Regions from separate parts of the Mus musculus genome. Here all the other regions are linked to region 3. A link is a contact called in public Hi-C, HiCAR-type, HiChIP or PLAC-seq and promoter capture Hi-C data. All regions are on one chromosome and are shown on one strand. The core of a region is the stretch at or near the end of the contact, and the rest is flanking DNA. Distances in the headings are between cores, read along the strand shown.

Region 1 (3,775 bases), core at 327-2,826, 270 kb after region 3:
TCTCCATCTATGTCTGTACCTCGAGTCTTCCTTCTTTCTTTAAAAATTCTTTACCTAGTTGATTGCTTGTTTGTTGGTTGGTTTGGGTATGCATGTTGAGAGAACATGTGCACCATGGGACACATGTGGAGATCAGAAGACAACTTTTGGAACTCTGTTGTCTCTCTTCATTTTGTGGGCTCCTGGGATGAAACTGATGTCATCAGACTTGCTCAGTAATTTACTGAGCCATCTTTCTGGCCGGATTCCTCTTTCTGATAAGGTCATCAAATATAGTGGGTTAGGGTCCATTCCACTAGCTTTGTTTTTGTTTGTTCATTTGTTTTGGTGACCATCTGCAAAGTACCTGGCCCTAAATATACAGTCACATTCTGATGTACTGAGAGTTGAGTTGCAGGCTGAGAATTCAGACCAAGAAATAGCATGATATTCTTAGGAAAGAACATGGCAAATGGCCTTTTTAGGAGTCTGTTGCCACCTTTGAGTCTACAAAACATCCAGTGACTCAAGCCTCACACACTGACTGACTCTAATGGGCTGTTGATGCCTGTGTGCATCATAGAATGACATGCTAGTGAAGAATCTCGCCTTCAGTAACGTGTGCACGCAATGTGGGTGAAATGGAGCGCTAGTGTGTGTGTATTTCCCTCACTGCCATTATGAGGTAAGTGTAAGACAGGTGTCACCGTCATTTATAAAATAGGAACCAAAGATATGGGAGGTTCATTACAGAACTTGGACCCATATGGTTCAGTCCTGTGAATATTCTTCAAACCACTTGTCCAAGTATTTGGAACCAGAGGCTCCCAGGGTGGCTTTGGTGGATCAGATGGGTTGGTCACCCAGGGTTGTCCATTTGAAGCCTCCTCAGAAAGGTAGACTACTCCATCCCAACCACCAATCTTTATCCAAGACACTTGTATAGTACATGCAAGGAAATTTCTGTAGGAATTCAGTCATTATTCACATGCTTGATATTTGTGTATTTGCTTACTAGACAAAATTTATTTGTAATACCCTCAAGTCAGTGGAAGGTTTTCTGTCATCTATGAACATATGCAGAACCCCAAAATTCTTGTGCACTTTTGTGCCTAGGGTCTAACAGGGTGGCTTTCATCTTCTTGCTTTAGTTCTCTGATTATAAAAGTGCTTTTTACAGCCTGTTTGATTGCCATGTTTTCCTATGAGGAGTATTTGTGCTTCTGTTGATGGAAATGTCCATGAAACAGAAGCTGAGTGTAAGGTTAAATGTTGTGTCCGGCCAGCAGATCACAGCCTGGGTTCTAGCCTGGAAAGGCATTTTGGAAACCTGGAAGAGAAGAGGGACTAGGCGGCGAGAGAAAGAAATGTAGCTAAGACAGGCATTCTGATCAAAGCTCAATTTTACTGTTCTGACACTCAGTTATGAAGGAAGTGGGAGGGGGCCCGATTCCTGCCAAATAATCTCGGGATCCAGTAGCAGGGTGACCACGTGTGTGGCTCCAAACAGCAAAGCGGCAGGTTCCAGCAGTGGGTGTGGCAGAACGATTGAGCGGAAAGCTCCACCCCTGAGCAAGCAGGTTTCAGGCTGGGGGAGGGGAGACTACAGTTAAAGAGGCCAAAGAAGAGTGTAAGATTAAAGAGGCCAATGAATGTCACTGTGGTGGTTCAAGTAAAAATGGCCTCTATAGGTTGACTGCGTAGTCATTAGAGAGTGGCAGGCACTGTTTGAAAGGGTTAGAAGATGTGGCCTTGTTGGAGGAAATACACTACAGAGGTGTGGTGGGTTTTGAGGTTTTAAAAGCCAATGCTGGGCCCAGGTGCACTCTGCCTGCCAGCAGATAGAGATGTGGCTCTCAACTACTGCTCTTAGCACCCTGCTGCTGTGCCTGCTGCTGTGCTCCTGCTGTGATGATAATGGACTTAAGTTTGGAACTGTAAGCAAGCCTCCAATTACATTTTTCTTTTATAAGAGTTGCCTTGGTAGGGGCTGAAGACATGGCTCAGTCATTAAGAGCACTGGAGGTGCTGAGTTTAATTCCCAGCAACCATATGGTAGCTAACAACCACCTGTAATGCGATCCGATACCTTCTTCTGCTGTGTCTGAAGACAGCTACAGTATACTCATACACATAAAATAAATAAATCTTATCTTTAAAAAAATTGCCTTGGTCATGGTGTCTCTTCACAGCAATAGAACAGCGACCAAGACAGCCACCTTCAGGTAGTATAAGACAAAATTTATTTGTAATACCCTCAAGTCAGTGGAAGGTTTTCTGTCATCTATGAATATATGCATAACCCCAAAACTCTTGTGCACTTTTGTGCCTAGGGTCTAACAGGGTGGCTTCTAACATGGAGTAATATAAAGGAAACAATCCAAAGTTTCCACATAACATGCATTAGTGAATCAAAATTAGCATTCTGATATGCATTATTAGAATTTACATATGTCTAATTCATTGATCATCCCTTGGACATGGTTTTAATGCTCTAATAATTATAAAAACTGTTCTAATGCTATTTAACCATTGAGGAGCTTGACTCTGAATACTATAGGGGAAGTTTGCCCTGTTCCTTGACCATTTGTACTGAATAGTTCTATGCCAACTTGATAAAAAGCTAAAGACATCTGAGAGGAGGGAACCTCAGTTAAGAAAATGCCTACATAAGATCAGGCTGTAGGCAAGCCTGTATGTAGAGCATTTAGTTAATTAGTGATTAATGAGGGAGAGCCCTGCCCATTGTGAATGGTGCTGTCCTTGGACATGTGGTCCTGGGTTCTATAAAAAAGGCTGAAGAAACCATGGGATGCAAGCCAGTAAGCAGCACCCCTCCATTGGTTTCTGCATCAGCTCCTGCCTTCAAGTTTCTTCCCTGTTTAAGTAGCAGCCCTGAATATCTTTGATAATGAACAATGCTGTAGAAGTATAAGCCAGATAATCCCCTTCTTCCCCAAGTTTGTTTGGTTACAGTATTTTATCACAGCAATACTGACTTTAAAAAAGATAGCCATGGCGTGACACTTAATAAACATTAGATTATAAGCTTTTTTGAATAATTATTTAAGACTATTTGTGTTTTAATTAAAGTAGTTAACTATTTCATGATGTTTCTCATCATTTATCAGGAATATCTTGAGAGTTTTGCATGTATTAATTTTCTCAATCTACCCAATATCTCAGGGAATCACCATTATTGCTTCATTTTGATAGGTAGGAAAACTGAGGCACAGAGAGATTAAAATGTTTCCTAGGTTCTCCTGGAATCAACAGTGTTGCCCTTTAAACCCTAGGATCAAAGCTTGAATTGTGTGCTGCCTCTGTTGTCACAGTAAGAAAAGTGCTTTGCTTCTACGGACAAGCGCATACATAACATATGATACTTTATCCTTCAGTCATGTTAGACAGTGCTCTAGTTAAAATGCTACATCGATTCACTGACCTTTCTCCTGTTATGAAATTAAGTCTGATCTTTGCCTGTTTTTCACAGTTTTTCACTGTTTTAAAATAATGGTATACATTATTTTAACATTAATCACCTTTGTTTGGGAGTTTTGTGGCTGACCTTGGTTTAGCGTAATCCTTTTTTGTTTTATAAGGTATGGTCTTTTTCTATATAGGTCTAGGCTTGCCTCAAAACTTGTGATCTTAATTGCATCTTCTTCCAAGTGTTTAGAACACAGGCTTGTGTCATTATATTGGATCAAAATGATCCTTTTGTATGAGTTTGTCATATTCTGGACATTTTTTGAGGTTCTATTGTTTGACCTTCAGAATAACCATGAGGCTCATA
Region 2 (3,806 bases), core at 345-2,844, 410 kb before region 3:
AATGCAATATCTAACCAGTAACAGAAAAGAGAATGGTCTCTACACGCAACCTTGGAAATCTGTCACCAGAATTAAGTTACTTAAAATGTTCTGTCACTGATGAGATGAAGGCAAATGATGCACACTTATCGAGTCTAAGGATGGCACTGAGCTGACAGGCATCAGTAATTAAATAAGCTACCACCAAGAATTTTTTTCTCAATAACCAAAAAAGAAATTCAAATCTAGAAAGCATATCTTTCTTTGAATAAATCAGGACAGGACAACTAACAAAACTCTTAGTATCACTGCTGGGGGAAATACCCAACCCCAAGGATTTTACCTCAAATCAAGGGCAAAGTAAGATAACAGACCAACGTACCTATACTAAAGGAAGTAACATCTCAGAGTAAGAAAACCAAAGGAAGCATACTTAGGTCCTGTGTCCAGAAATTTATGCAAGAAGGCTTGATATACACTGCAAAAACGTAGCTGTCATAAACATCAAGGTCACACTGTTATTTCATGTGGCCACTGGCCACTGCTCTGCGTCTCCTATGGGCAACACTAATAGAAGGCCTCTACTTACTTTGGTCAGGTTATATTTATATATACTATGCTCAAGTATGTGGCTTAGGTGTCAAAGAGAATTTACAAACACTTGAAAATGTGATCGGCAAAGTAACCAAAACAGCAAGGAAGGTAGCATAATAGAAGATTTCTTAGAAAAGGGAGAAGTATCCTGGAGGCTTATTATCACCAGGTGTACTGCTTAGAGGTAAAAAGGTTTCAGTACCGCTTTGATGGCATACTTTGTAGGCCACAATAAGCAATGTAAAGAAAACCCATCTGAACTTCAAAGAAACTGCCTAGCAATCTACATCCGGGCAAGAGAGTGAGTGGTGTAGAGCTAACGGTCCTCGTCTTCAAGCACAAGAAACATCGAAGAGTTCAAGTTAGATGATAAAACCTCTAAGAACCTGATCAATCGTTCGGTTATGTCTGCTCGCGAAGTGAAATGGCATATTTATGCAACTTTTTGGTAAAACTGGCCCATTATGATGCCTTAAAACTTAGGAAATAGAAGTGTACGGGGAAGAAAAGGAAGTCTTCAGAAAGAGAAACAAAGGCGTGGCGGGGTTTTACCACTTCAGCATCTGCTTACCCCATCTCCGCCCCCCACCCTTCCTCCTTCCCAGAGGCCATACCCCGTCTTTGCGGGATCGAAGGCCACCATCTTCGAAAACTCTGGGCTTCCCACGGGACACAGACAGCCAGGTAGACGCCACTTGAGTACACAGGGAGCCAGAGAGAGTGCGCAGGATTAGGACTGTATCCTTCATCCACCTCGAAGCCTCGTCCCCACCGCCACCCGGACACCTGACATCCCCCGAGCGCCCGAGAAGGATGCCAAGCCAGACAGCTGAGAAGATGGCGTCACCTGTCACAGCAGCAGCACTCGCGTCCGCCTGGAACCAGCCTACGTCGCACTCAATTCGTAGATCCCCCCGCGACGAGGCTCCCGAGGCAGACCCAGAGCAGGAAAAAAAACCGGCCGATTCCCGCACTGACACAACCCGGCGACCCGAACTGGCGCGCCCGTACTTCCGGTAACTGCGGAAGTCCCGCCCTCAGAGATGGTCCTTAAAAAAAAAAAAACAGACCGGAAGCTCCGCCCCATGCCCAACGGCTGCGGAAGTTCTTTCCTGGTCTCCTTCGCTCAGTCCCACAGGCTTGTTCCGCGGGATAGTCTCCTGTTTTGGCTTTCGGCTTTGACGCCGGGTCCTGGAGACCTAAACTATGGCCTAGCAGCGCGCTGAGCCAAGACCCAGCGAGTGACTGCAGAACGAGTATGGCGTCCCCTGGTGGCGCAAGTAGGCTCAGCGCTTTCCCTGTTAGGAGCTTTCCCAAGGTGCTTACAGGCACTGCTAGACCCCAAATTCTGCACCACACACTAACGGTACACGCGATCCTTGCACGAATTGCTCCCCGAGACCCTGTAGCGTCGGTAACAGGGAGAAGCACACACAGCCTCCCGGACCGTGGGTACTTACCACTGCAGGGATTCCGGTGAGGGGTCCACGGTCAGGCAGGTTTTAAGTCCATCTGTCCTAAACACTCGCACAGCCCAAAAACTGGTAAGAAAAATAATCTATTAAAATGCAAAGTCGAGTGTACTATTTAACGTAATCGCTTTCAGAATCTCTCAAATCCAACTGCTTTACAGGCTGATCTGCTAGGAATGGCTCCTCAGGCAGGGCTCAGTGGGAGTCTTGCTAGCTGGCTGCAGGAGAGCCTGGTAGAGATAGAACTATTAATATTTCAGCTTATCTGCAGAAGATGACTCACCCAGTTTCCTTCTGAAATATCTGATCACCATTGGCTAAGAGGGGAAAATAGAATCAGCTGTTCACTGCAAAAGGTGGGACTTGAGCCGCTTTTCCCCGTTAATCAGGGTTGGGAAGACCTACATAGCAGAATGGAGCTGTTACATAAACAGCCTTGTCTCTGCGAGCAACTTGAACTAGATGTTTAAAACTCACCTACAGTAAAAGCATGATAGTATTTTCCTTCTATATGGGTCAACATTCTTCCTATAAGATAAAACTGAAGGTTCAGATTCAAGAAGCAGTAATGCAAGATGTTTGCTGGAGAAGAAATAAATTTATCGTATTTGGAGACTCGAATAACCAAAACATTCTGTACAAGAAATTGTGGGTTACTTGTGTATCAAGTATAATATTCAGGGGGCTGGAGAGATAGCTCAATGGTTAAGAGCTCTGACTGCTCTTAAACTGAGTTCAAACCCCAGCAACCACATGGTGGTTCACAACCATCTGTACAGCTAGAGTGTACTTGTATACATAAAATAAATAAATAAATCTTTTTTTAAAAAAAATATAGTATACAAAGCTTATCACTAGTAACAGTCTATAAATATGAACTGAGAAAAAAAAGATTTGGCTTCTCAGAGAAATCACTGTCAAATTTGGAGGCTGTGATATTTATTTAAGAAAATTTTAACTAGTAACAAAGAATGCATAAGACATTCTGCTGTTAATGATAGCCAGCAGAAAGTACTGTAAAGCATAGTTCCATATCCAAGTAGCATTCCACTAAGTTTGCAACAAAGCAGCCACATTTGGGTGCCACTTAAGATACTTTTAATGGAAGTACATTTTATCTTTGGTATATTTAGAGTTCCACCAAAAAAAAAAAAAAAACAAAGCGTGGTGGTTTTAATAAAATGGCCCCCATAGGCCTAGAGGGAGTGGCATTATTAGGAGATGTTGCCTTGCTGGAGTAGGTGGGATGTTGCTGGAGGAAGTGTGTGCCTGAGAGCAGTCTTTAAGGTCTCAGAAGGTCAAGTCTGGCAAGTGAGTCTCAGTCTCCTACTGCTTTCAGATCAAGAAGTAGAACTCTCAGCTCCTCCTGCAGTACCATGTCTGCCTGCATGCTGCCCTTCTTCCTACCAAGACAAGAATGGACTGAACCTCAGAGCTGTAACCAGCTCCAGTTAGATGTCTTTTGTAAGAATTGCTGTGGTCTTGGCGTCTCTTCACAGCAAGGAAACCCTAAGAGGTAGCTGTCTGTTAAGAGCACTGAGTATTCATGCAGAAGACCCAGTTTCAGTTCCCAGCACCCACAGGTTACAATTGACTGTTGTTGAGGTTCAGAAATTGCATCACAAACCATACGAACACAGATCTCAGGTAAGCAAAAATGGTTTGTAGAACACACACTCCAAGACTGATCAATCAGGACCACAAAAAGGATTCGGGAACCTAATTTTGTGGTACCAGTCTGTTTTTAGGGCAGGCTTTTTA
Region 3 (3,727 bases), core at 1,220-3,719:
GCAGATCACAACTGTCTGTGACTTCAAATCCTGAAGATCTAACATGCTGACTTCTATACATAAAAATAAACATAAACAAGATGAAAACAATTAAGAAGATGGATGTTCCATTTGGGGGCTGGGGTGTACTCAGGTTTTAGAATGTTGGTTTAGCCCTGGGATTGGTTGCCAGCATTGCATAAACCAGGCAGCATGGTACATACCATCTTTGGTTACATAGTAAGTTGGAGGCCAGCCTTGAACACATGAGGTCCTGCCTCAGAAGACTGATGTACAATTAGCAAGGATGCTGAATATTAGTCATCCTTTCTTCAAGAACCTATGGGGGGTGGGCAGGTAAGACTAGGCTGAAGGTTGGAGCAGTTAGTGAGGGTCCCCTAGTTTAAAGCTAAGAAGTTCACTTGCGTTCCATAAGAAGATGTGCTGAAGCACTGTTGAAAGAAGTGTCTACAATTTCAGGGTCCCATTGCTGGGTACACCATCTCAATGGTCTTTAGAATATTCCAGGCAGGAAGAAGCATGGGGACTAGAAACAGTGTTTGCAGGCATGGGAAGGAAGCAGACCATCAGTGTTTTTGTGGGATACATTTGAGGGGACTGAGAAGCAAAAGTTGTGTGAAGATAAAGGAAGGTAGAGAAGCCAGGGTGACTTTAGCCTAGATAATTAGGAAAACACTAGTAGCTGATAAAAGCAGGTGGGTGATGGGTAAGACCCTAAGGCCGAAGGCACCGTACACATTATTCATAGGACATGGCAGAATCCATCAATGCTAATCAGTAAGTTTCTTCTTTGTTGGCTGTCTTGCTTGGTACTGGAAGGTGCTATGCAGGCTGTGGATGTGTGTGTTTAACAGTTTTAACCATCTATGAACCCTGCAATAATAACCTGAATGATATTAATACTATGTGTGAAGATCAAGGTCATATGCTTTCACAACTGCTGTCTGATTGGATTTCAGACCTGCCTCACAGGAGGAAACATATGCCTGGTACTGCAAATCTGGCTGGGGAGATCATAGGTAGGAGTGAACCTAACCTACTATTACTACTCCGCTAAAGGGACGAGGCATCAAACTGCCCTCTAAATTTGTATTTCTCTACCCACAGACTAGTGCAGACTTCCGACCTCATCAGAGGAATTTCTTTGTGTAGTGGTTGACACAGAAACTCACAACTGATCAAAGTGGAGAGAATAGATGTCAGTAGAGTGCTCAGTCACAAATAGGGCGTCTGTATCATAACCCCACACCCGAAGCTCAGAGACCATCACAGAAGACGGAGTAGAAAGATTGTAATAGTCAGAGGTTGAGGAAAACTGGGAACAAAACTGTCTTCTGGACACGACAATACCTCTGGACTCACAAACTCACAGAAGCTATGGTTGCCAGCACAGGATGAAGGCAGTTAACATTCTAGCATGCCATAGCAAAGGGCTAATGAGCTCCTATCCCTATGGCCAGTTGATGGCTTCTCGGGGAGGGAGAGTCAGTTTTTTATTATTTTTTTCCATAAGGATGTGCCTCCTGTGAGATCAGCCATCCTGAAATATTTGAGCAGAACAAATTGGAGTCCATAGGTTATTGAATAATAATAATAATAATAATAATAGACATAAAATTGGGATAGTAGAGAGGTGGGGATGACTCTGGGAGGAGCTAAGGGATACATTGTAGGAGATTCTCAAAGAGTTAATAAAATGCTTTAAGAAGCAGGTGGATGTTTAATGTTAGGAGATGCTGTTTTTACTTTGGTTTTGTGGTGTTTGGGGCTTCAGGGGCAGCTAGGTGAGATTACTCTGGAGACAGCTGGCCATGCGAGAATGCCCCCAAATAGTCAGACTCCGTATCAGCCATTCAGAATAGACATTGATACCATCACAGGCGATGACCAAAGGGAAAAAAATTCACAAGAGGTAGAAGAAAAGCAGGGGATGATATTGTAGGATGTGAGGGAGAAGACACTTGCTGAAGACTCCTTAGGCTGGACAGTGTGTGACAGACCCAACCTACCTTGATTTATTTCCACGGATGGGAAAAATGAAGTCTAGACAAAACATTGTGTGTTTCAAGGTCATATAGTAGTCTGTTCTAGATCCATGCTTTTAAACTTCAAACCTAGGACTCAATCTATGTCTCATGCTGTTTTGTTTTTTTTTTTTAATTATTTTTTCCTCTTAAAAGTATTTTAAAAAAATCAGCCCTCGATGATCCAGAACATTTGAAGTTTTAACAAGCAGGCTAGGGTGTGCTTCCGAATGCCTTCTTTATTTTTCTCCTTGAGTCTTGAGGAGCCTAACTAAGCCTCAGGGTTGGGAAGACCCCCTCCTAAGGCCAAATGCACCACTGTCCCACGAGCGCGCTCTCGAAGTACTCGCTGGAGGCCCCGCCCCCCTGAGCGCGCGCCGCCGTGGCACGTCCGCGCGCTCCCACCCTCCGCGCGCGCCTTCTTGTTGCCCGGTGCGCGCGCAGCGGCGCTCGCTCCCGCCGGGGCAGGGCGGCCGCGGAGCAGCTCGAGAGCCCTGTGGCCGTGACCGCGGGCGGGCCCGTGATCCGGTGCCGGCCGAGCGGGGCCGGAGCCCGCGGCTGGGGGAGGCGCGCAGAGAGCCGGGCGCGAGGCCACCGCCAGGGTCGGGGCCGCGCTGAGGAGGCTGAGGAGACTGACGAGGCACTGAGGAGGCGCTGAGGAGACGCTGAGGAGGCTGACGAGGCGCTGAGGAGACTGAGGAGGCGCTGAGGAGACTGACGAGGCTGAGGAGGCTAAGGAGAAAATCCCCGCGCGCCTGCCCGCCGCCGCCCGGCCTCCCGCTCCCGCCCGCCCGCCGCCGCCTCCTCAGTGCGGCTCCTCCGGGTTCGAGTGGCGGCCGCTGAGGAGCCCTCCGTCGGCGAACAAAGAGGAGGCCGGCAGGGCGGAGGCGTCTGCGGCGAGCATGGCGGACCGCAGCCTGGAAGGCATGGCTCTCCCGTTGGAGGTGAGGGCCCGGCTGGCCGAGCTGGAGCTGGAGCTGTCGGAAGGTAACAGCAACCCCCCTTAGCCCCGCGCCCGGGCCGGGCCGGGACACCGCTTCTCTGGAGCGCGCTCGGGGCCCCGCGGGCCGGGCCGTGCTGTCACTCCGGGGAGGGCGCGCGCCGGGCCTCGGGGTGGCGGGGCCCCGGCCCTGACCCTGGCCCGGGCCCCGTGTGGTGGCCCCGGGGAGGGTGCATGTGTGTGCATGTGCTTGTGTGCGCGCGTGCTTGTGTGTGTGTGTGTGTGTGTGTGTGTGTGTAGTGTGTGTGCGTGTGTATGTGTGTGTGTGCACGCGCGCGCGTGTGCGTGCCGCGGCCCCCGCCCTCCAGGCTCAACTGGCACGGTGCAGCCGCGATGCCCCCTGCGCGCTGCGGCTGGGCCCGGGGCTCCCGGCTACGAAGCAAGATGGAGCAACCTTTAGGGCTGCGGGGGAAATGGCCTTGGTGGGGATGTGCGCTCTTCCCTAATGGAGAGGCGCTGCGTCCTTGATGCAGCTGCAGTACCACCACCACCACCACCACCACCACCACCACCATCATCACCACCACCACATGCACCAGCAGCACCACCAGCACCAGCACAGCACATGCTTCCACGCTCCCTGCTTGGGGACGGCCTCTGAATGGCCTGATTTTAATGCGAAACTTGTCAGTGGACTTCGGGATTGGATCCCCCTGAGGCTGCAGGCACACGGTCCTGTCAGCGGGAGGAAGATAGTAGTACT
Region 4 (3,594 bases), core at 585-3,084, 360 kb after region 3:
ACTAGCTAATAGGTAAGGCTCAAATTCAGAGTCATACCTAGTCAGACTCTGTAAGCTCATACTGAAGTGACAGCAAGCCCACTTGTTTAGGTAAAATCAGTCCAGGTGGGAATGCCATACTCCCCTGAGCATGATGAGAAAAGCTACACATTTCTAGGAAAAAGGCTAGGATGGGGTCATCATTCAACCTCTCACGCAGGAAGAGAAAGGAATGGGATGTCTATTTTAGCTGTGGTGTGCTCTGGAAATAATACCCAGTCTTCAAAACGTGTTCATAGGGTTGGAGCATTGGCTCAGTAGTTAAGAGCATATGTACTGCACTTGTAGAGGACCCAGTTTTGTTTTCCAGCATCTATAACAGGTATCACAACTGCCTGTAATTCAATTCCACAGAAATGTAGTGCCTCTGGCCTCCTCGGGCATTGCAACACTCATGTGCACCTGTGCATACATACATTTAATTAAACATAGACTAGATTTTTAATGTACATGGGTCTGATGAGGATAGGGTAATGCATAGGTAAAGCCCTTAAATGCATCTCTAGAGCTAAGAAGGCAAGTGCTGTGCTGCAGTCAGATCTGAAGTATGTTTTTTAATGGGTTAATTGGGGAGTAATATGGAAATGCTTTAAAAAAAATGATTGTTTGAAGCCCGTCTTATGTTAGCTTTGGACGCTTGTGGGAAATAGTATAAAAGCTTAGGTTCTGGATAAAAGAACATCTGAGTGTAAGTTTGTTCTCAAGGACTGAACTAAGCTCACATTCCATTGGGGAAAAAGTAACTTATAACAGGTAGTTGTTTAATAGTGTATATGTCTCTTATGCTTCATAGATATACCTGTGTAATGCTGTAAAGTGATCTGGAGAGATGGGTATGATGACTCAAACCTGTAACCTAGTACTTTTCAGCTCTAACAGAATGGCTGCCACAAGTTCAAGGCCAGCCTAAACTACAAAGCAAAACCTTGTCTCAAAAACAAACAAACAAACAAGCAAACAAACAACAAGCCAGGCAGTGGTGGCATACACCTTTAATCCCAGCACTCGGGAGGCAGAGGCAGGTGGATTTCTGAGTTCGAGGCCAGCCTGGTCTACAGAGTGAGTTCCAGAACAGCCAGGGCTACACAGAGAAACCCTGTCTCAAAAAAACCAAAACCAAAACAAAACAAACACAAAACCAAAAACAAACAAACAACAAAAAAGATCCTTAATAGATACCAATGGCAAATTAGTAAAAATATGTCCTTGTACGGGATATAAGAATTATTTACATGGGCTTTTACTGAATATGACATATTGACTATAAACATTTGCACAAACATTTGAGCAAATCAAATCACAGAGAAGTTTACAGCATAATAATAAAGTCTGGCTTTCTTTCTTTGAATGTACCTGGTCTTCTCATTCTGAAATTACTGACTGCATTGAAAAGGCTGTGCACAGGAGCACACATGGAGAAAAGTGTAGAGCAGAGACTGAAGGGAAGGCCACCCAGAGACTGTCCCACTGGGGATTCGTCCCATATGCAGTTAACAATCCCAGACACCATTGTGGATGCCAAGAAGTGCATGCTGAAAGGAGCCTGATCTGGCTGTCTCCTGAGAGGCCCTTCCAGAGTCTTACAAATACAGAGGTGGATGCTCACAGCCAACCACTGGACTGAGCGTGGGGTCCCCAATAGAGGAATTAGAGAAAGAACTGAAGGAGTGGAAGGGGGTTTGCAACTCCATAGAAGAACAACAATATCAACCAACCAGTCCCCCAAGAGCTCCCAGGGACTAAGCCATCAACAAAGGAGTACACATGGCTCTATCTGCATATGTAAGCAGAGGATGGCCTCCCATCAATGAGAGGAGAGGTCCTTGCTCCCATGAAGGATCAATAGATGCCCCAGTGTAGGGGAACTGAGGGTGAGGAGGTAGGAGTGGGTGAGTGGGTGGAGGAACATCCTTTTAGAAGCAGGGGGAAGAAGGGGGGGATAGGGGGTTTCCGGGAGGGAGGGAAACTGGGAAAGGGGATAACATTTGAAATGTAAATAAAGACAATATCCAATTAAAAAAAAAAGGCTATATGAAAGGTTGGGGTTTGCTATATTTCCACTTCACAAAAATAACTGAAAGTTTGATATGTTGAAATAGAGAGAGAGAGATGAAAATTTGCTACCACTTCTGCTGTGTTCCCTCTACAATACTTCTCTACGTGAAGAATCATGTTCGAAATAAGTTTGTGGGCTCATTAGTCTTTTTTTTTCCTTAAAATTGATTTATGTATAAGTGCTCTATCTGCATGTACATCTGCATGCCAGAAGAGGGTATCGGATCCCAGTATAGATGGTTGTGAGCTACCATGAAGTTGCTGGAAATTGAACTCAGAACCTCTGGAACAGCAGACAGTTCTCTTAATGGCTGAGCCATCTCTCTAGTCCCTCATTTAGTTTTCTTAAATTTCTTGAGCCATCTGGGCTCTCTTAATTTTTGTTTCGAAATTTTTTGAATGAGATTGACCATATTAAAGGAGAAATGGCTTGTGATAGGAAGATTACAGGTACACAGCTACAGCACAGCAATGATGTGGGTTTCATCTATCAATTTTCATATAAGTAAAATATATCTTTAAATCTCACAATATTTATCTGACATCTTTTATTATAATAAATATGATCAAGTACTGCTAATTCACAATGATAAGCAAGCATTAAAAATAGCAGTTTGTGCCCTGTCTGGTCTCAGTTGATGTGTGGGAATGGGGTATGAGAAGTACTTCCCCTCCTCAAAAGAGAAGGGGAAAGTGGAATGAAGGGTGGGGTAGGACTTGTGTGAGGGGTACTGGGAGGAGAGAAAGGTCTGATAATGGGTTGTAAAGTGAATAAATAAATGAATTTTTAAAACTGGTGGTTTGAACAAATACTTTTGAATTAAAATTTGTTATCTTATTCTTTAAAGTATTTTTAAAAGTGCTGTTGTGTGGTGATTTGGATGTAAAACAGTACAGATTGACACACTCAGAAGGTCAAGTGTCTGACTTCTTTTGGCTCTCCTAATTTTCTTCCTATGTGATTTTCTTAATATTTTTGTATCTGGATTTTCTATTTATCTTACATATAAAAGTTTCTTGTCATCAATATGAACTAACCAGGACCCCAGAGCTCCTTGGAACTAAACCACCAATCAAAGAAAACACATGGTGGAACTTGTGGCTCTAGCTGTATATGTAGCAGAGGATGGCCTAGTTGGTCATCTATGGGAGGAGAGGCCCTAGGTCCTGTGAAGGTTCTATGCCCCAGTATAGGGGAATGCCAGGGCCAGGAATGGGAGTGGGAGGGTTGGGGAGCAGGGGGGAGGGGATAGGGGATTTTCGGAGGGGAAACTAGGAAAGGGGATAACATTTGAAATGTAAATAAAGAAAATATCTAATAACAATGAAAAAATTTTAAAAAGTACATGCAAGTCTAATTAATAGGCATTTGTAATGTTATCAGTGTAATGATGAAGAGAAATATCTGGCACATTCTGATATAATCACATAGCAAAGTGAAGCAGCTGAAAAATGGAAATAAAATGTAAAAAAAATTTAAAGTTTCTGAAGTGTTCCTGT
Region 5 (3,819 bases), core at 1,122-3,621, 290 kb after region 3:
TTAAAAACAGTATTGCAACAATAAATACTGTTGCAAATAAATAAATCTGCAAAATGGGGACTGACCCCATCTAGTGAGGGTCATACCACCTCTCCCATTGCAAGGTTGTGTAAATTATGCAATTGGTTTGTTGGCTATTACCCTGAAACAATCCATATAAGGAGACTATAGCTTTTAAATCTACACTTGGAAAAGTATTATCTAAACACTTAGCAAACAAGAGCTTTGAAATCTTAATGCTGATGAATACCTAGGTGACAGAACTTTGCTTTACCCAGTGATTTCCTGGGACAGACAGGTGGGAGATTCAACAAGCTAGTCTTCCTGAAAGTTGTTCATAGAGTCAATGTGTGAGCTGGGTGTAGCCTGGACTCTTCTACACCATGATATGTTCTTAGTTCCACAAATGCTGGGTACTTGGAGATTCTGATTTTACTTTTCAGTTCATCAGCATAGTGGAGGAGCTGATAGGAGTAAAGTTAAATCTAGGTGTCTTGACTGCTTGTCTTTTGTTTTCGTGAGAAGCAGGCTGCATACAGGGCAATAAAACTCACACAGGGAGACAACTCCTGAGGCTGTTGCAGACAAGGACAGCCCCATCTGTGACATCCACTGAAAGGTGACATTCAGTCCTGGCAGCTTGGTGTTTTCCTAGGCTTTCCGTCTCTAGAGTTATCACCCTGTAACCACAGCACATTTTAGTATGTGTTGGTTACTCCATTGATTCGTGATGTATGCCAGATGGGAAAGGTGACCCTGGTTGTCATTACTCTGAGTAAACATCCCTCTTGGTTCTGTACCCTATCTATCAGGTGCGACATCTCTATAACCAGCCTTTGAAAGTGTGAAACCAGATTGTGAGGTATTCCTATGATTGATAATTTCTCTCCACAATAATGAAATCTTAGGATCATTGTCTTTGTTTTTAAAATTTTATATATTTTGACCATTTTCACACACACACACACACACACACACACACAGAGCGTTGTGGGAGAAGGGTCATGGATAGGGCAGTTAATTTCCACATACCCAAGATGAGGCAGTGCTTTGGGTATGAGTAAAGTTTTGTCTTAGATTTTTAACTTTCCTTGGTCACCTTTCAGGATGCAGGGAGCCAACAGATAGGTTTCTTGCTTGGAAGCTGTGGAGTAACTGTTGCCTTGACTAGTGATGCCTGTCACAAAGGACTGCCAAAAAGCCCAACAGGAGAGATCCCACAGTTCAAAGGTATGCCACAGAACCCCCAAGAACTTGCTTCCTATGTAGATCTTTCAGTTTACAGACTGGCCCTTCACTTGTTCAGAACTGTCCTATTGAGTCAGGACAGAACTTTTCTGATTTGTCATCATTTCTGATAATACAGGTAACTCATAATCTATGGGAGTAACATGATATGGCTGCTGGTGTCTCAAACATTCTTAGTGGTACTGTCAATTTTACATATGGGAATGCCAGAGATTACATGTAGACTGAAGTGCTTGAAACCAAGCTGTGAAGTAAAGGATGAAGAAATTCTACAGACTCATTTTAAGGGTCCCATTTACTTAAATGAAATTTATGACTTATTTCCTAGGTTGGCCAAAGCTGCTATGGTTTGTCACAGAATCAAAACACCTCTCTAAACCTCCTCGGGATTGGTTTCCACACATCAAAGATGCAAATAATGACACAGCTTATATTGAGGTAAGGTGGATGCCTTCCACAGAGGCTGGGAGTGTATTACTGAAAAAGATGTGATTTCACCTCATTATACTAGTTGCAGTGTGGCTAGAACTCACACTGTCTCAATAACTAGAAGCTATTGAGTGGGGACCAGAAATTTATTTATCCAAACACCTTTCCATATTTTCTGTCTCGTTTCAGTATAAGACGTGTAAAGATGGAAGTGTTCTTGGTGTGACCGTGACGAGGATAGCGCTGCTGACACACTGTCAGGCACTCACACAGGCCTGCGGCTATACAGAAGGTGTGGATGGCCCTGAGACTCGTTGGATCTCGGTTTTTGGAGATGCCCCATTAACCAGGGATGCCTGATGGCAAACCAGCCTGTGTGTGGTTCCTACTGGGACCTATCAAAGTAGCATTCAGTTTGTGCCCATTGCCATCCATCAGTGTGTGACCTTACTAAGCAGTGCTTAGTGCTTCAGCCTGAACTGGTGAAACGTAGGCACAGGGACTGCAGCTGGAAGTCCACAGTGAGAATGTTGGCAGTGGGGCTCCACCATCCTTCCATATAACTAGCTCTTACTGTGTCCTCATGTGACACTTTTCATTGTGCACCCTGGAGCCCTGCCCATGGCCTCATCTAATATTTATCACATCCTTGAAGGCTCGGCCCCAGAAGAGGTGTTAGCACTTTACCACACAGATTTGGAAATGGGTGACTCATCTCACAGCTGGCACACGTGCTAATCCCCACCTGCGCATGGCTCTCTGTCTTTAGAAGCTCTTTCTCTTAAATGCCGTGTTGTAGCCCACTCTTCACAATTGAATAAGAAATTCTGAGAATAGGGTTTTCAAGCTTTATTGGCGGTCTGTTGTTTTTCCTGGTGTGTTTTCTTCAATTTTGAGAAGTGTAGAGGTAGAGTGGGTGGCAGCAACCGTGGTAATGGATTTGAGTGGACACAGAGAAGGAAAAGCCAAAGCAATCCCCAACTGCCTGTCCAGGGCGGGCATATCCACAGCTCACAAACCTATACCAACAGCAGACTCTGGGACCTGAAGACGCTAATAGTCCCTAGCTCTACTTGTGAGTGGCTTCCTGTTTCCTGCTGTTCATGTTCAAGGGTCTCCTCATCTTTTCCCTTTTTCCTAGACATGTTCTATTAACATTTATGCCATCTAACACTTGGAGAAACATGGCCTCTAAACACCACTATGATTTTGTTAGAACAGTGACTTGTGTGTCCTGACCTATACATGCGTTCAAGATCCACGGCTGTCACCTTTTAGGTATCAGAAGCAAATTAAATACATACATGAATATAAAATAATTTCTTTAAATTAGTTTATAAAAAGGAATCTAGAATATTTTCTTTGGATATCTATATTTTGAATTAGTCTCCCTGCTCCACCTCCATTTTATTCTCTGGTAGAAGAGTAGGAAATAGAATGCTTAAACCTTTGGTAAATATTGACAGACAGAATGAAGAGACCATGAGACCTAGCACTGATAAATTTCTAGGACACTGAGAAGTGGCCAGGAGCCTATGTATAGGTGACTGAAATGCCCATTGAATCGGTTTGATAAGAGCAAGGTCAAATGAAGGTCAAACCCTCAGTTCTGGGGCATCTAGCATCACTGATTTGGTCTTAGGAAATAATAATTATTGTTTTTTAAAATATTTATTTATTTATTATATGTAAGTACACTGTAGCTGTCTTCAGACACTCCAGAAGAGGGCATCAGAATTTGTTACGGATGGTTGTGAGCCACCATGTGGCTGCTGGGATTTGAACTCAGGACCTTTTTGGAAGAGCAGTCGACACTCTTAACCACTGAACCATCCACCAGCCCCGGAAATAGTTATTTTTGACAACATATTTTCACAGCTTTTCCCTGTGAGGAAGTCAGGTGAAAGTCATATGACTTAGCTGCAGTCCCTGGCGCCTTTGGGACTGCCGCCACACCTTCCTCACATTTCCCCCTGCTCTTTCTATTCCTTTGGAATGTCCATCCCTATACTGCTTCAATATTATACCATCCCTGTGAAGCTATGTCTTTCCTTCTTTATTATTCCACCCCCACCACCCTACAGAGTTCTCTTAAGACAAAACAAGTCTGTGCACTGCCAATAATTCTCCCTCCATGCTTCC
Region 6 (3,758 bases), core at 421-2,920, 320 kb after region 3:
TAAAATCTAGGAACTACAAACAAGAGAAAACATACATTACTTGTCCTTTTGAGAACGACTAACTATACTTAATGTGATCATCTCCAGTTGCATTGTTTTTCTTACAAACAACCTTGTGGGAACACCCCCTTATACACTCCCTGCTCCCCTACCCCTTGTCCCGCCCCTCTTCTACCCTGTAAGCCTCACAGCCTGGGGGAGACGATCCACTAGAGGTGAAGAATAAAACTGAAGACAGTGCCATCTCTGCATGCCCTGGGCTGTAGCTTTCCAGAGACTGACCTTATGGTTTATTACACATGTAAACATAGTAGAACTTGTGACCTGTGACCTTTACAATAGAATGAATTGTATTGGCTGATAAACAGAGATCAGGTCTAGGGCCTAGAGCAATGGTTTTCCACTTTCCTAATGCTGGGATCCTTTATAGAGTTCCTCATATTGTGGTGATCCCAACTATAAAACTATTTTGTTGCTACTTCATAACTGTAATTTTGCTACTGTTGTTATAAAGTATAGTATAAAATATCTGATATGTAACATATCTGCTGTGTCACCCCTAAAGGGGTCATGACCTACAGATTGAGAATATTTGGCCCAGACGAAGGATCCGTGATGAGCATAAGGATAGATTCTATTCGTGGAGGATGCAGTGTGCTTGGGGCCTCATTCATAGGGATGTATGAGTTTTATTAACTGCAAGATTAGGGCCTTGAGCAATGCTCAGGGTATTGGGGGGATTCTGTTGGAGGCTGGCTCCTAGTAAAAAGCAAAGAGTAACCAGGTTGACTGACCAGTTTTCACTCTGGTATTCCAGGTGATTAGGTGTCATTTCCTTCTGTCGATGAAAATAGATCCGTGACTGAAAATCCTAGTTTCTCTAATGCTCTTCCAACCTAAGTTTTATCTTTTCTTATGGCCATAAAACAATCCCACTGTGAATATATACCACATTTTCTTTATGGTTTCTCTTTTGTTAGACTCCCAGGTTGTTTCCATAAGTTGGCTGATGTTAGGAGTAGAATCTTAATTCAAATTCTGTGTTTCTTCTCACTCTTTATTTAATCTGTTCCTGAATATATTTGATGACAGTGGTTATGCATACTTGGCATTCATTGTAACATTTTCTGTAGATTATTTCTATAATATATGAACATAGAAAAGTGTCCTCTGGCTGATGTTTCATGCTAATGTAAGCATGGGTAGGATGATATGGAGTACTGTTTTGGGGAAATGAGCTGACACAAGTAAATCTCACTGCATTTGTCCTGATGGCGTACCCTCTCCAAACATTCTCTGAAGACTTGACATGAGTTTTTCATGTGTGAGAGTTCTGAGGCTAAATCATTAGGTTGAAGAAGAGAGCTTCAATCTATCCTATGAAACTATTGTATATGGCGCTGTGAAAAGTTTCATTAAAGATTTTAGTGTAAAGACAAAATGAGACTTTCTTAAATAGCATCGTACAGTAGTACAGTGTAGAAGGGGTTAGAATGCTCATGGTGAGTTATTTGCAATGCTTTCATTGTTATCAAATACCTGACAAGAAGCAACCTAAAGGAGCTGTTCACGTTGGTTCATGATTTAAGGAGACATGGTTTATCATAGTAGGAAATCACAGTGGTGTGAGCTGTCTGATGATGCTGTCTGATGATGCTATCTGAGGATGCTCTCTGATGAAGCAGCTGCTTGCTCACTTCTCAAAAGACCAGGAAGCAGAGGGCAGGCAATGATGCGGCTCTGCTCTTGCATTTGTCCCTTTTTATTCAGTCTGGGATTCCAGCCCATGGGATGGTACTGTCTACATTTAAGGAGAATCTTCTATTTAACTTCTCTCTTAGGTTGATCCTCTCAGGATAGGCCCTCTTGGACATCCTCAAAGGTGTGTCTTACTACTATCCAAAGTGTTTCATAATCCAATCAAGTTGACCGTCCAAATAAACAGTCATGCCTATTTTGCATAATACTTGAAATGTTTAAAGGAAAGCAAGCATTTCACTGTTAGATTTTGCAGTTCTGCTCTAGAGAAAGGACTTCAGAGGACTCATTACTCTGGCTTGAAGTGGTTAGGACTGATATTTCTTCTATGTTGTCATCTAACCAAATTGTGTCCCATGTTTAATAATCTTCCAGGGACAGCTTATTCTGCCTTGGTAATGAAAGAGAAATTGAACTTCCAGTAAACATCAGTACAGCTGATTGTGTGCCTGGCTTTTAGTCCACTTAATTAAAACATGCTTGATTATTATCTATGGTAATCAGTGAAGATAAAATTGCAGATGCATTTGTGCACTCTTGGCAGATTCGTTTGGCCCTTTGGTACATCTATCACTTTGTGGTTCTTTCCCATTTAAAAAAGAAGGAAGGGGAAGGGAGAGGGAGAGAACGATTCAAAAATCAGGGAGCTGGGAGAGTTATATGAAAGCTGTTTAGTTGGCCCCGTGGCTGGACCATGGGTGCCAGTGAGGACATGCCCATGGGTCAGATTTATGGAGATGTGAAAAGTCAACTCTTTCCAAAGATTCAGACCTCATGAGATGGTGACCATGGTCTACTAACTGTTGAGTATCTTACTGTGATTTTTTTTCTTATAAATAATTCAGAATGCTTCTTGCACAAAAAAAAAAAAGACCATATTAGAAGGTTCTAGGTCGTGTATAATGGGTGACACCTCTAGTATCCTGGTTGCTAGATGGAGAGAATGCAGAGATGTTTCCAAGAGCCATAGGCGGCCCTGGTGAGCAAGCGCTGTGGAAGTGGAGCAGGCTGACAGTCAGCCATAGGGCCGTGCGCCTACACTGTGGTTGCTAGAGGCAGATGATGGCTATGACTAATATGATTGGTGTTCTTAGAGAAAGGCAGTCTCCAAGCAGAATGAACAGTATTGATACGGCATGTTGCTGTTAAAGAACAGGAAGTAGCAAGAGGAACCCATAAACTCATCTGTGTATCTGTATGCGCTCATCTCTTTACATGAGTTTCCATCTCATGAGAGGTAGGTAGGTGACATCAGGAAGTCATACAGTTATGCTCTGGCTTCCTGTAGGATTCATTTGTTTACTAAGTTCTGTATTTTGGGATTTGGGAGAAACTTGGTCCCCAGATCTGTGTGTGGATGGTGAGTAGAGGTGAGGCCTTTAGAGGATGGTTAGATTTACTTGAGATCACTGTCTCATGATGACAATAATGACGTTATATGAAGAGCGAGAAAAGTAGAAGGTTAGCATGCTTGCTCTAACTTGACATGTGTGTCCTTCTATCACATTATAATGAATAGCACATGGTACCTAGCAGTGCCATCTACCTCCTTTTCAATTTCTTCCAAACCTCTAGAACTAGAAGCTGAACAAACCTCTATTAGCCATGTTGATCAGTCTGTATAGCATTCTGTAATAGCAAGAAAAACAAACAGAAACACCCAGTATTAAAAACTTACTTCTTTACTACAGTCACCATAATATTTTGTATGCTCCTTTTTTTCTCTAGACAAATTGTGAAATAGAAAAATACGTGGGAAACCAAAATCATCAAAGAGATGAGAAAAGCAAAAGGGGAGGGGGGGCAGCAGATGTCTTTCTGGCCCCTATGAACCTGACATCCAGTTCTCTTCTATCTATAGCATACAGAAAGAGAGCAGACTTGGTTTTGTCAGTTTGTAACACTATCTCATGTTGTCCAAGCAGGCTTTAGATTTCACTGTGTAGTTGAGACTGGCCTTGAACTCCTGATATGCTTGCCTGTACCTCCTAAATATAGGA

The links. Hi-C and Micro-C count contacts between places; a contact is called where the count stands out from the background. HiCAR-type assays count read pairs that join an accessible place to other places. HiChIP or PLAC-seq counts read pairs in DNA pulled down with a chosen protein or histone mark. Capture Hi-C pulls out chosen DNA fragments and counts their contacts.
Region 1: a contact with region 3 is called in a Hi-C map of liver, with 2.6 times the contacts expected there. The contact joins the enhancer-like site here to the promoter of Dip2c in region 3. A contact is called at or near these places in 1 of 39 promoter capture datasets (hippocampal neurons), 3 of 484 Hi-C or Micro-C datasets (cortical neurons and liver) and 8 of 115 datasets of contacts at active chromatin or transcription factors (SST interneurons, VIP interneurons, embryonic basal ganglia and 5 more).
Region 2: a promoter capture Hi-C map of liver shows a contact between it and region 3. The contact joins the promoter of Wdr37 here to the promoter of Dip2c in region 3. A contact is called at or near these places in 2 of 39 promoter capture datasets (liver and pre-B cells), 1 of 484 Hi-C or Micro-C datasets (LSK cells), 2 of 115 datasets of contacts at active chromatin or transcription factors (bone marrow-derived dendritic cells and bone marrow-derived macrophages) and 3 of 9 other capture datasets (adipose tissue, liver and macrophages).
Region 4: a contact with region 3 is called in an H3K27ac HiChIP or PLAC-seq map of embryonic stem cells, with 6 times the contacts expected there. The contact joins the enhancer-like site here to the promoter of Dip2c in region 3. A contact is called at or near these places in 6 of 39 promoter capture datasets (the 3T3-L1 cell line, the C10 cell line, embryonic stem cells and 3 more), 7 of 484 Hi-C or Micro-C datasets (adipose-derived mesenchymal stem cells, cerebral cortex, cortical neurons and 4 more), 10 of 115 datasets of contacts at active chromatin or transcription factors (VIP interneurons, astrocytes, embryonic basal ganglia and 6 more) and 1 of 9 other capture datasets (embryonic stem cells).
Region 5: a contact with region 3 is called in an H3K27ac HiChIP or PLAC-seq map of heart atrium, with 4 times the contacts expected there. The contact joins the enhancer-like site here to the promoter of Dip2c in region 3. A contact is called at or near these places in 1 of 39 promoter capture datasets (hippocampal neurons), 1 of 15 datasets of contacts at CTCF or cohesin (large pre-B cells) and 7 of 115 datasets of contacts at active chromatin or transcription factors (astrocytes, embryonic forebrain, extraembryonic endoderm stem cells and 4 more).
Region 6: a HiCAR-type map of PVALB interneurons shows a contact between it and region 3, with 6 times the contacts expected there. The contact joins the enhancer-like site here to the promoter of Dip2c in region 3. A contact is called at or near these places in 1 of 39 promoter capture datasets (hippocampal neurons), 9 of 115 datasets of contacts at active chromatin or transcription factors (PVALB interneurons, SST interneurons, embryonic basal ganglia and 6 more) and 1 of 9 other capture datasets (pancreatic islet).

The regions. Positions count from the first base shown.
Region 1 is chr13:9,546,380-9,550,154 of GRCm38.p6, forward strand. The region is part of intron 5 of Dip2c (disco interacting protein 2 homolog C); the gene reads left to right. Among named protein-coding and RNA genes, the nearest start is that of Gm36423, 130 kb to the right of the region's middle. Within about 2 kb of position 1,577, at least 29 of the 459 cell types and tissues checked have an H3K27ac peak or open chromatin away from gene starts, as enhancers often do. A contact at or near this core is called in liver, where this site is marked.
Region 2 is chr13:8,869,450-8,873,255 of GRCm38.p6, forward strand. It overlaps Wdr37 (WD repeat domain 37), which reads right to left and starts at 1,595. Exons shown (of 14, transcript NM_172445.3): 1 at 1,421-1,595.
Region 3 is chr13:9,274,056-9,277,782 of GRCm38.p6, forward strand. It overlaps Dip2c (disco interacting protein 2 homolog C), which reads left to right and starts at 2,470. Exons shown (of 37, transcript NM_001081426.2): 1 at 2,470-3,011. The coding sequence starts at 2,927.
Region 4 is chr13:9,631,052-9,634,645 of GRCm38.p6, forward strand. All of the region lies in intron 29 of Dip2c (disco interacting protein 2 homolog C), which reads left to right. Among named protein-coding and RNA genes, the nearest start is that of Gm36423, 42 kb to the right of the region's middle. Within about 2 kb of position 1,835, at least 2 of the 459 cell types and tissues checked have an H3K27ac peak or open chromatin away from gene starts, as enhancers often do. A contact at or near this core is called in embryonic stem cells, where this site is marked.
Region 5 is chr13:9,566,725-9,570,543 of GRCm38.p6, forward strand. Dip2c (disco interacting protein 2 homolog C) reads left to right here. Exons shown (of 37, transcript NM_001081426.2): 11 at 1,107-1,230; 12 at 1,577-1,686; 13 at 1,867-1,969. Among named protein-coding and RNA genes, the nearest start is that of Gm36423, 110 kb to the right of the region's middle. Within about 2 kb of position 2,372, at least 7 of the 459 cell types and tissues checked have an H3K27ac peak or open chromatin away from gene starts, as enhancers often do. A contact at or near this core is called in heart atrium, where this site is marked.
Region 6 is chr13:9,591,136-9,594,893 of GRCm38.p6, forward strand. The region is part of intron 17 of Dip2c (disco interacting protein 2 homolog C); the gene reads left to right. Among named protein-coding and RNA genes, the nearest start is that of Gm36423, 82 kb to the right of the region's middle. Within about 2 kb of position 1,671, at least 2 of the 459 cell types and tissues checked have an H3K27ac peak or open chromatin away from gene starts, as enhancers often do. A contact at or near this core is called in PVALB interneurons, where this site is marked.